2 separate regions of the Xenopus laevis genome follow, and region 1 is linked to region 2. A link is a contact called in public Hi-C data. All regions are on one chromosome and are shown on one strand. Each heading gives the region's core, a stretch centred on a gene start, on an enhancer-like site or on the middle of the called end of the contact. The rest is flanking DNA. Distances are from core to core; before and after follow the strand shown. Region 1 holds the start of sypl1.L (synaptophysin-like protein 1). Region 2 holds the start of ccdc71l.L (coiled-coil domain-containing protein 71L).

Region 1 (5,717 bases), core at 1,512-4,011, 160 kb after region 2:
ATTTTACTTATAAATACACTGCATATATTTTTCATTCCGAGCAGAAACATTTTTTCTTGTAGTTTGCTATGTAGAGGTGGGCGGTGGGCTTCATGTTGTTTTCTCTTTCTGATGTAAAAACTAAAGAATGAGGAGTCAAATCAAGTCAATCCTTTACCAAATTTCACACTACACCATTTTACTATAATAAAGGGTTATGTATAGTGGTCTGACTACAGTTGCCTCCATAGCAAACTTCTATAAGACCATCATAACATGTGGAGGAAGACATGTTTTCACAGAATTATCATTCAGGGCCCCAATGGGCCCACTACATTCCTCCACCTGCACAGCAGTAGCAGGTTTAGCTTCTGTTATGTCCCTGGGGTGTACAGTTTCTACAGCACTATATGTAAGTTCTTCTTGACAGGAAAACAGGTATTGCATGGCAAAAATTATAAAAAGAAATGCTGATGGATTTACACTGCCATATTCCCTGAGCACAGCACCTGTAGAACATAAGGAATTAATACATCTTTAGTTCTATAAAAGAACAGGGCCATATTTGCTATGAGGTAAAACCTTGCGTCAGGTGGCACTTTACAAGGTGTTAAACAAGTGCTGCTAGCATTAAGAGATAAATGTATTTTTTTGTGGGAAATGTTGCTCTTTAGTATAGAAAAAATGGGAATGGTTAGCAGCATGGCCCTCTTGACTCAGGTGGCAGTGCCAGCAGAAGAGTCCCTGACAAAAAGTGCACACAAGACACTGTATGGCTCCCTGGGTTGGAAGACAAATATTAATTTTGCTCATCTACATCACAAGTATAAAATAGCTTGGTACTTAAAGGAGAAACAAACCCCTTATTTAAAAAAAAAAACCTACCCCCCCACCCCACATAGACCCCCCCCCAGCCTAACTGCTACCCGGGGCAAATGCCCCTAACTTTTTACGTACCGTACGTGCAGATTCAGGGATCTGAGTTCATGGCCGCCATCTTCCAGGTCCAGGTTTGTTTCTCCTTTAAGAATGAGATTTGTGGAGCGGCGCCTGCGCAGTTGGAGCAGCAACTGTGCATGCGCCGCAATAGATGGAAATTCTTAGCAACTGACTAATTAGTCTTTATCTTTTATAGCTTTGGAACTATTTGTTTCCCACTTCTGATTATTTCCAGCTTTCAAATGAGGTTCAGTGACCCCCTGGCAGCCAAAAAATTTATGCTTTTTGAGGCTACAATTTAATTGTTAAGGTTACTTTGTATTTAAACCATTTGCTGGGCGCTAGGGTAATTTGGACTCTAACAAGATAGCTGCTAAAATTCAAAACTGGAGAGCTGCTGAACAAAAAGCTAAATAAAAAAAACAATAAATGAAGACAAATTGTAAATTGTCTCAGAATAGCACTCTCTACAACAACCCATTAATGACTATCAGGCAGGGTAAGGGTAGTACTCTAAGGGCTCTTACTCACTGGCGTTCTGACCTGCGCTCCCCTGCGTTCTGTTTTTTGGCGTTCAGCCGCAGGGGAGCGCAGGAATAGACGCATGTCATTATTTCAAATGGGGCTGTACTCTCTCAGGCGCGTGTAGGCGCCGAAGGCAGGTTGAGACGCAACATGCTGCATTTTTCCTGCGTTCGGCGCCTACACGCGCCTGAGTGAGTACAGCCCCATTTGAAATAATGACATGCGTCTATTCCTGCGCTCCCCTGCGGCTGAACGCCAAAAAATGGAACGCAGGGGAGCGCAGGTCAGAACGCCAGTGAGTAAGAGCCCTAAGAAATGTTTTGGGGTTGGTGTTGTGTGGGCCCACTAATGGGATCTGCAATGGCCAGCTTTAGTCCTTTGACCATCACAGTCTGAAACATGACCTGACAGCAGCCTCAGTAGCCAACAAACTACACCGCTTTTTCTCATAGATACACTACCTCCACCTTTAACAGAATTGTTATACCGGTAATATAAATTGGCAGGGTTGCCAGGTTGGCGGTTTTCTAGCCAAATTGGGCTACTAATTTAAAACCCACGTGGGTTTTGAAAGTACAAACTAGCCAAGGTAAGGATTTGGGCTACTTTTTGGGCCTTTGGCTGGTTTGTACTTTGGAAACCAGACAAATTTTTTTTCTTTCCCTAATGTGCCAAGCCTGTCTCCCAATGCATGGTGGGTAGTGTAGTTTTTAAGTATGTTGCCAACTGCCACAAAAATGTAAGACTACAATACTCATACGCATGCAATGGGAGTTACCAGATTTTGGGCTCTGTACCCTAGTCTCCCGTTCTATTCTAACATTTTCTGGCGATTTTCCTCAATTTTGGGGCCAAAAAACTGCTGGACACGAAAATGTCCAGAGGTTGATCTGTTTTACCAATATTTATTGAAATTGTATATGAATTAGGCCACTGGTGAATCTGTCACAGTTAAAAATTTGCAAAACTTGCAAAACAGTGAGAATTTGAAGGCTTTTTTTCACATATATTCATTTGTTTTTTATACTTTTTTTCACTGCATGTATTGTGCTATTTTTGGGCTAATTTTGAAGTACCTCTTGGCTAGTTTTGTAGCTGAGTTTGGCTGGTTTTGAAAATTACACCTGGCAACCCTGAACTGTGGGTATGTTTAATTAAGCCACTACTTCAAGACAATACTGTGTGCACACAAGCCTTTCTGGTATGATCTGTAACCATAACTAACGACACAGCTTGTTCTGTGACGAGATATTGGCTAGATACTCAATCATAACGAATACTTAGCGAGGCCCCACCCACCATTAAGAAGCTGTCACCGGACTAGCGCGCAGTGCAGCAGCAACCTCTTGAGGCGAATAACTAGAAACAACAGGCGGGCGAGGCTACAATCTGAACTGTATTAGGAAGGCAGGACAGAGGGGACGTGGGCGTCAAGGGGAGTGCAGCGCGAAAGTTGTCGCCTAAAGACATTTATTCGGTAATTTTCGGAAAACGGCACGATACATAATGTAGTTAGTCAATCAGAGAGACCGTTATATTAAATCAAAACCCAGGTCCGAGCAGGAAGGGAGCAGCCAGGCAGCAGTAAACCCGGGTGTTAAGAAGGAGGAGCCAGTGGAATTAAAGCGGGTATGATTTTGATTAGATTAGGCTCGTGCCCTCCCCTGGGGCGGGGCTACCGGTTGCAGGAAATCAGCCGGCTGAATCAGGTAGTGGAGGAGGCCGCAGCTACATTGCGTGGCCTGGGCTAAAAGTTGCACTCGTGTCTTGGCCTATCGTGATCATCTTCATCCTGTTTGTGTCTCTCTTGCAGAAAATGGTTGCCTGGCAGTTGAACTTCGGCCCGCTGAAGGAGCCCCTGGGATTTATCAAACTATTGGAATGGGTGAGTCTAAACATATGGGAGGGGAAGGGCCCTCTGACAATGGACGGTCATGTAGGTAGTTATGACCGTATTTACATTGTACTTGTGATTCTTTCCCATCTTGCGAGCCTTCGAGTAGCAACTCGGTTTTGTTCCGAATTGTGCGAGTTTTGTAGCCGTGAGAAATGAATAAGGAAGGTTACAGGTCCGTGGGAGGCCTCCAGTGATCACTGACAGGTGACATACACGCGCTCTTGTGTTGCCTCCCTGAGTCACGGGACTGGCTGAGGAAATCATGCAATGCCTCACTCGCACTGTTTGGCTAATCTCTCACTCTTAATGGGGAGTAAGGGCTCGTACCTGTAGCACTGGAGGTAGAGCTGTACCACTACTGGCCAAGGGGGGAATTTACTAAAACAATCGATTCGTATTAAAGTTGTTATTGTGGAAAAGTTTAGTGTAGCGGTGTGTGTGGGGGGGGGAGATGAACATTATCTTCTCCATGCCGCACGCAAGGCGGGGTTTTGGTAGCGGGGGTGGCAGAACTTTTCCGTATCAGACATGGGCGCTGGCGGCTGCTGTTTCTTATTTGCCAAGTATGGGTGGAGTTCAAGTGCTATTGGGGGATCACGAGATGGGATTGTTCCAGAGATAGCGCGTCTCTCTGCTCATTACATTGCTCCTGTAGGCTGCGTGCGTGGGACTTTCTGTCGCAACTTTGTGCATCGGCGCTAACCGTTTCTCTGTCACAATACTTTCCTCACTTACAGGAGTGAACACTCGATTATATCAACGTCGCTTTCATTCCTCTACCTCGAAATAACGGAAACTATTGTCTTGTAATCGGTATAAGGTTGACTCTTACCTTGTTTTAATTTTAATCCTAACTTGGATTCAAGAAGATCTTGTGATTTATGACAATAGCACCATTTTTACCTGTTTTGTTTAACGTGCGCCTATATCGGTGGTACAAATTTGTTATTGCTACTTTTTATTACTCCTCATTCTAGCTAGGCCCTCGCCCATTCATATTCCAGTCTCTAATTCAGATCAGGGTATGGTTACTAGGGTAATTAGACCCTAGCAACCATAGTGCCAAAAGGAGAGCTGTTGAATAAAAAGCTAAATAACTCAAAAACCACAGATAATAAAAAATGAAAACCAATTGCCAATTGTCTCTGAATATCAATCCCACTCAACATCATACAAAGGTGAACAACTCCTTTATTTGTAGGGGCACCTTTGCTATTGTCCGTTATATACTGAAGGGCTTCTGAGATTTCTGCTGATCACCGCCAGTGTCTGCCACAGGAAGAGCTGTATGATGAATTCTACCCATAACTGTTTTAAACGTGTTTTTGAATTTAACGGTCAGTGCCCATGTGTTCCATCGGCCACTCACAATATTCTGAGGTGGAAGCTGCAAATACATGCAATGTTGCACGTTTCTTAATCAATATAAAAGACCAGTAAGGGCTAAACCATTTTATTATGAAATCCAGTCGTTTCTGAAACAGTCATATCCCATAGAGTCTATTTAAAACATCTATGTTTTCTTTGAGAAAGGTCCTCTTGCTGGGACCTGAAATGTTGATAACCACCTATAAATATTTAATTTTTATTATATGGATACACATTTTACTGGATCCACCCAGGCTATTGATTTTTGTTGGGGGCTGGGTTACTACTCCACCAACTACATATCTTTCAACAGAGGCAGCTCCCTTATGTGATATTTTTTGCTTTGTTGTTTAAAACCAATCAGGGGTTGTCTTGCGAAAGGTCCTCTTGCTGGTTGATAACTGCCTATATTTTTTATTTATATATGGAATCCGTTCATTGGAATAACCTTTTCAGGGAGTGCTGGTCACACTCATTTTTTATATATTATATAATATTCTGTGTTTTGTTGGCATAGATGGAAAATTAACAACAATCTGTGGGGTAATTTTGTTGTCTCTCAAGTAACTGAGTTTACTTTCTAAAGTGAGTATCTACCCCCAAGCAAAATTTGTAGGTGAAGATTAAATGTTTTGTTATCCTTATGGGTGTGTATGTGGTGTTTTGTTTGTTTTTTCCCTTTGTTATATTAACAAACAGCAATATTGTTTTGCTTGCTATGTATTCTCAGAAAGCAAGTCTAAATATGATATAAACTAACCCCCTGGATTGCAAAAGTTAGGCTGTTCACATGGACCAGTTGTGAGTTGGATGCCTGTTCAAGGGGTTGCTGAGCCTTCAGTATGATGTTGTAGAGAGTGATATTTTGAGACAAATTGCTATTAGTTTTAATTTTTTAGTTTAGCAGCTATGCAGTTTTCATTTCAGCAATCTGGTTGCTATGACCCTAGCAACCATGCAGTAACTTGAATATTTCTCTGCCAGTCTAAAATAAAAAGTAATCTATGAA
Region 2 (5,606 bases), core at 2,797-5,296:
ATTGGACTTTGTTAGCTATTTGTTTATAAAAATATTATGCTATAAGTCATGTATTGCACAGAGGCCAATTTTGAAGGGGGAAGTAATGTGTTCCTGGGGTTGCCACCTTTTCCTGCTGATAATGCTGGGCAGAGCGGCGGATGCTGACATCACTGGGCAGGACAGTGACATCATGGAGGTGTGGTGGTTGCATCACGTTGGCAGGGCTATGATGTGATGATTAGTAACTGACCAATCCCACCATCTGTCTTGATGAGTCCTGCCCAGTTTTTCTAATTTTGAAAAAAAAGTCAGTTTTGACCCTGACAGCCCTTCGGAAGATTGGGCTCTCCAGGTCAAAACTGGACAGGTGTCATGTAAGTTGGTTCCTGCCCTAGTTTTTCTCTTGTTTTGACTCCCTGGATTTGTGTCTGCTGCCTGTCCCGATCAAGTGCCTATTTCATGGAGTTGTTTATTTGCAGCCTGCCCTGACTAATTGCCTGTACTGAGAGTTTATTTTCTGTCTTATAATTTACTTTTCTAAGGTCAACACTGTTTGGTTTAGCATTGTTAAATCCTTCTTAACAGATGATTTGTGCCAAGGCTCAAAATGTTTGATAGTTACACAGCACATCAGTTTCTAACAACCAGTTTAACAAACCATTCTGATAGGTCAAACTAATAACCAGCACAAGGTGCCAAGTAAAGGTAGCACATCTTTCTTACATGCCCAGCTGAAGTAAAGCTGGCCATACACAGACCAATATTGGCTTCAGACTTGCCCTTAGTCTGGGTGGGAGATTCGGGCAAATATCTTAATGTATGTGTACAGCCAAATTAAATCTTACATATATCATCAATTGTGTATATTTTACTAAAGCTGAGTGTGCAATGGATGTCACTTCAGACTGTCCCCTCTTACATGCAAGATCATTATCTAATACAAGATGACAAGATCATAAATGTTCTGAGAATGTCACACCTGTAATTTTAACTAAAATGTCTTCATTGCAATTAGTTTATGTGACTAAATATAAGTCAATAAATCAATTTATGCCTCATTATTTCCAGTATTAGATCTGTACATGGCAGCTATTTCTGTTTGGCTCACAACAATGCAGAACATAAGTGTTAGTACCTAAAGAAATTTAGCCTTCAAAGTCCCTCAAAAAGGATGCTGAATTCAACATTAGTCCATATTTTAGTTATATAAATAGTTGACCTTGTAGATCAAACACTATGCCTAATTAGGGTATGAGATCCAAGGTAGTTTAATAAATGTGACCCATTGTTGGGTTCAAGTTAGGATAACTTTTCAATTACTGCCTAAGGGGAAGGGCTTTGGGGTTTCAGGTCTCCTATATGTCATATACAGTAGTGATAAAGTGCTGTTTGGTAAGTCCTGACGAATTCACACATTTCACACAGGTAACTATGCAGATATCTGCTAATGTTTGCATACTGAAATAGAATTTCTTGTGAAATTAAGAGGAAGTCTATATCATAAAAGTACGTAGCAAAGTTTGACTTGAATGCTGGTATCTAAAGCATGGATTCTTAAACCATTAAATAGAATACCATTGATTTTACAAAATTAATATCCACCTAACACTATTTTGCCACAGAGTAATTTATGTTAGCACCTTGCAAATTGCTATATTTTTTTTGCTCAAAACTCCATGCATTACAATATGTGAGCCTGAATAAAATCCTTCTCTATGTGAAATTTGTGGCCACCATATTAGTTCCGCCAACCTACTTCAACTTCCTGGGGTCTAAATCTAGAAGTGCTTCCTTATCAGGATATGATGTTAGCCTGCCTAATCATTCATATTTTGAAGGTTGGTAAGCAGCTATTTTTAGGTGCCCTAATGTATGGACACAGTTGTAAGGGTTTCCATGTTCCTTTAAAACAAATAATTGATTAATACCTAATTGTACCTTATGACTATATTATAGTCATGTATGCTAGTGTTTCCAGATACATGTACCCAGTACATCTAATATATACCTGTAGTACCAGCTAAGAATTAGTTAGTTCAGCCAATTACAATTGCTCTGTGTATCTCTATAGATCATTGATTGTATTATAAAGGTAATTTATAAGTTTGAACATCATTCATTAAAATCAACATTCTAACTATTTCTATCCTATTTTTGTAAATTATTTTGTCTGATTTTTTATCTACTAGCTAATCTTTTTTTCAGTTATTTGTGTTATTAACCTATTTAAGGCTGAATATTTTGTGATGTTGAGCTATAGTAAATAGATCATCCCCTGCAGCATTTGTCCCAAAGACAAGTCCACTTCCTTTGAGTTTTTCAATCTTTCCTTATCCCTTTTGAGCCCTGGACTTATGTGTTTCTAAAAGAAAGAGCCAGCACATACTATACTCAAGGGAAGACAGTCAGTAAATCTATATTGTGTAGTATTTCTAATAAAATAGCACAGCATCCTTTTTATGTTTGCCAATAGACACTGTTGTGTTAAGGGTCAACTTTAAAGCAAGGATAGGTCTACCTTCCACCAAAAGAGCTTATAAAGTGGAGCAAAATAACCGTATAACCCATTAGTAATGGATGGGTACGCGCAAGATCAAACAATATTGTATTTATTGTATTCCTTTGCCAGTAGACTAGGTGTACTCCTTGGTTGCTGGATTGCTGTAGGACATATAGTGCCAAATAGTGTAAAATACCTTTTAGAAAATATATTTAAATTAAAAAATGCATTTTCATCATTTGTACAATAAAACAGGATATCAAATAAAAAATCCATATTTTGGCTTCCCCTTTAAAAGTTTCCTCACTGCCTTACCATGTTTATCGTTAGAGTCGCCTTCTATTGATGTCACGACCTGACATGCTTCATCTTTGTCAACTTCCTCAGATGCCAATATCTTGCTCCACTTTATAAGCTGTTTTGGTGAAAAGTTGACCTATACTTGCTTTAAAGCTGACTGTTAACACAACGGTGTCTACTGAATAATCACCTGTAAAACACAAAAAATGGTGATGTGATATTTTACACTATATTGATTCACTGCTTGTCTCCCCCCTTGAACCTAGTGTGCACTGGCTCTATCTTGTAGATATTTGGTGTCTGACTTGTAGGGATACAAGTGTGAGCTGGCTGGGCACTGTAAATTTACTAGAACTTTATAAGCAAATAATTTTATATGGACTTATTTTTTTTTTTTTTGCTCACAGCTCCTATCCTACATATGCCAAAGAATAGGGAAAAAACACATTGCTTTTGCATGGTGGTTGCTAGCAATAACTGCTGCCTCCACTCACAATATTTGCCCACCACTGTGTCTGTTATGAAATTCTTCAGACCACCACTCTCTTGCTTGATAACTACAGTTCTTCATGAAATGCTGGAGCCATAGTATGTCTGTTGTTCCAACCATGTAAAAGGGGTGTATTTTCTGCAATTGGGTGTGTTATTTTTGGTGTGTGGCTTCAAAGTGAGCATAGCAAGTATGTTAATGGCAGTAGTTAATCATTTTCCTCTTTGGGTTTCCTAATGTTGGGAGATATATCAAAGTCTCAAGAATGTGAGGGTTCTGTTGGAAACGTATCAATAAACTATATCATAATTTGAAGGCCAAATTGAGTGTTGGATTGTGTGCGCGCTACCAAAATGATAAATATCTTCATATTCTTATGTCCATATTCCAATCATACCAGCAAACTGATAATGTTAAGTCATTAATCTTCATTTAGTGATTAAAAGAGAGAAACGTTAAACACATATTTTAAAACAGGTTCAACACAGTAGACTGTTTATTCTAAAGTACACTGGCAACTTTGAAAGGCAATCTCATAACCCTGGTTTCTTTCTTGACATCTATTAGTATGGATCATTCTCTAGGGAACAGCAAAGTAAAAGCTTACAAAGTATCGTGTAAAACGTGCAAACGTGTTTTAAAGGAAAAAATAACTTCTTAACACGTTTATTAAACAAAGTAACTCTTGATGTCGAAACAATATGGCCGCCGCCGGCTGACCAGGTTGGTTTCACCATACATCGCTCCACTTCAGGCACCCCCTGACGTTCTTTTGCTCCGCCCATTGAGTCACAAGCTGTCCAATAACGCAGCGGGCAGACCGCTATTATCCACTCCGTGCGCCAGATCCCTAAAAGTAGGCGGGGCTTAGGTATGTCGTATTTCAAAGAAGCCGCTATATAGCCAACTGTAGAGACTGTTTGAAGAAGCCATTTTGTTGTCAGGATTGTATTGGAGCTCCCTGCTTTAATTCAGGCGGCCAGAAGGGGGGCGGCGGCGCCGCTCCAGATGAGCTAGGTCAGCGGTTAACTTTTTACTCGTTTAACTATTTGACCGCCGACACGCACGCAATAGAAATAAATGAGGTTAGTGGCGGGATACGATGGAAGAAGAAAAAGTTGTATATTCCAGGTCGCAGCTGCTGCTGTTTGCCGGCACTAAGCCGCTGGAGGACGCGCTGGAGATGTTCGTGCCAGAATCCAAGCAATTCATGAGCTCGGACACAGAGCTGTGGAACTTCCTCTGCAGCCTCAAGCAGGACTTCTCCCCGGTCATCCTTCGCAGCAAGGACGTGTATGGCTACTCCTCCTGTCGCTCCGTGGTCCCGGACCCCAGCTATTTTTCCCACAGAAACCTGAAGGAGAAGCCGCAAGCGGCAACAGCAGTGGCTCCACCGAGAAAGCCGCCTGTCAAGAGAAAGCGGAGAGGCACGCGGCTTACTTGCCAAAAACGCCGGCGGCGGGACAGAGCTGACAGCGCTGGGGGCAGCGAGGAGACGGGCAGCAGTGGCTGTAGCAGCCCGACCCCATCGGACGTCCCGGGACTCCCTCACCTGGACAGATCCATTGAGGAGATTTGGAAGGCGGCCACTCCTACGCTTTCCATGTTCCCCAGCATACGGGTCAGGGATGTGTCGTGTAAAGCTAAAGTGTTGGACGCGTGCAGGCGTGCCCAGGAGATCTTACAGGTCAACCTGCAGCCTGTGGTGAGGATCAAACGCTTCCCCGTCCTTTCCTCTTCTTGAAAAGGCAACCGAGCTTTGCTCCTTGTGCACTTTTACTGCTGGAGACTTGGGGGCACACAGTCCTCTGAAGGTGCTCGCCCCAGCGCCTAGTCAGCCTGTTTACATGTCCCCTTTATTCTTTATTCCCGCTGCACTTTACTACAAACGTTACTACTTTCTGCTAAAGGAATATGGAAAGTTACTGATCTGTATGATGAACTGTGCTCTAAAGGAAATACTGAGAAGCCACTACTGTCTTGTCCTGGGAGTAAGGGGCTCTACTTTGTCTTTCCATTATGTCAGTAACTATGGTGCAGCCCCAAACTGCCTCATTAGGGTGGGGGGGATGGAGGATGACCCTCAAAGAAGCAGTTTTTGGGCACCAAAGGGGCTTATGCAATAGATATGCAATGTGCTCTCCAGTGGCTGAATTAGCACTCCTAGCATCCATAATTATTGCAAGGCATTTGGGGATTCTAGAAGCTGTAGCTCATGGCCTGGTGGAGTTCTCAAAGTTGGATATCCTCCAAATGAACTGGCTGGCTAATTTGCTGGCCTCCATCATGGCACAATTTTTATTGGTGGCTATGGAATCCCTGTAAAAAGAAAAA

Evidence for each region. Hi-C and Micro-C count contacts between places; a contact is called where the count stands out from the background.
Region 1: a contact with region 2 is called in a Hi-C map of the XL177 cell line, with 4 times the contacts expected there. The contact joins the promoter of sypl1.L here to the promoter of ccdc71l.L in region 2. A contact is called at or near these places in 2 of 4 Hi-C or Micro-C datasets (the XL177 cell line and the XTC cell line).

What each region holds. Positions count from the first base shown.
Region 1 is chr3L:83,146,221-83,151,937 of Xenopus_laevis_v10.1, forward strand. sypl1.L (synaptophysin-like protein 1) reads left to right here and starts at 2,762. Exons shown (of 6, transcript XM_018252650.2): 1 at 2,762-2,920; 2 at 3,257-3,328. The coding sequence starts at 3,260.
Region 2 is chr3L:82,982,579-82,988,184 of Xenopus_laevis_v10.1, forward strand. It overlaps ccdc71l.L (coiled-coil domain-containing protein 71L), which reads left to right and starts at 4,047. Exons shown (of 1, transcript XM_018252648.2): 1 at 4,047-5,606. The coding sequence starts at 4,375. The coding sequence ends at 5,016.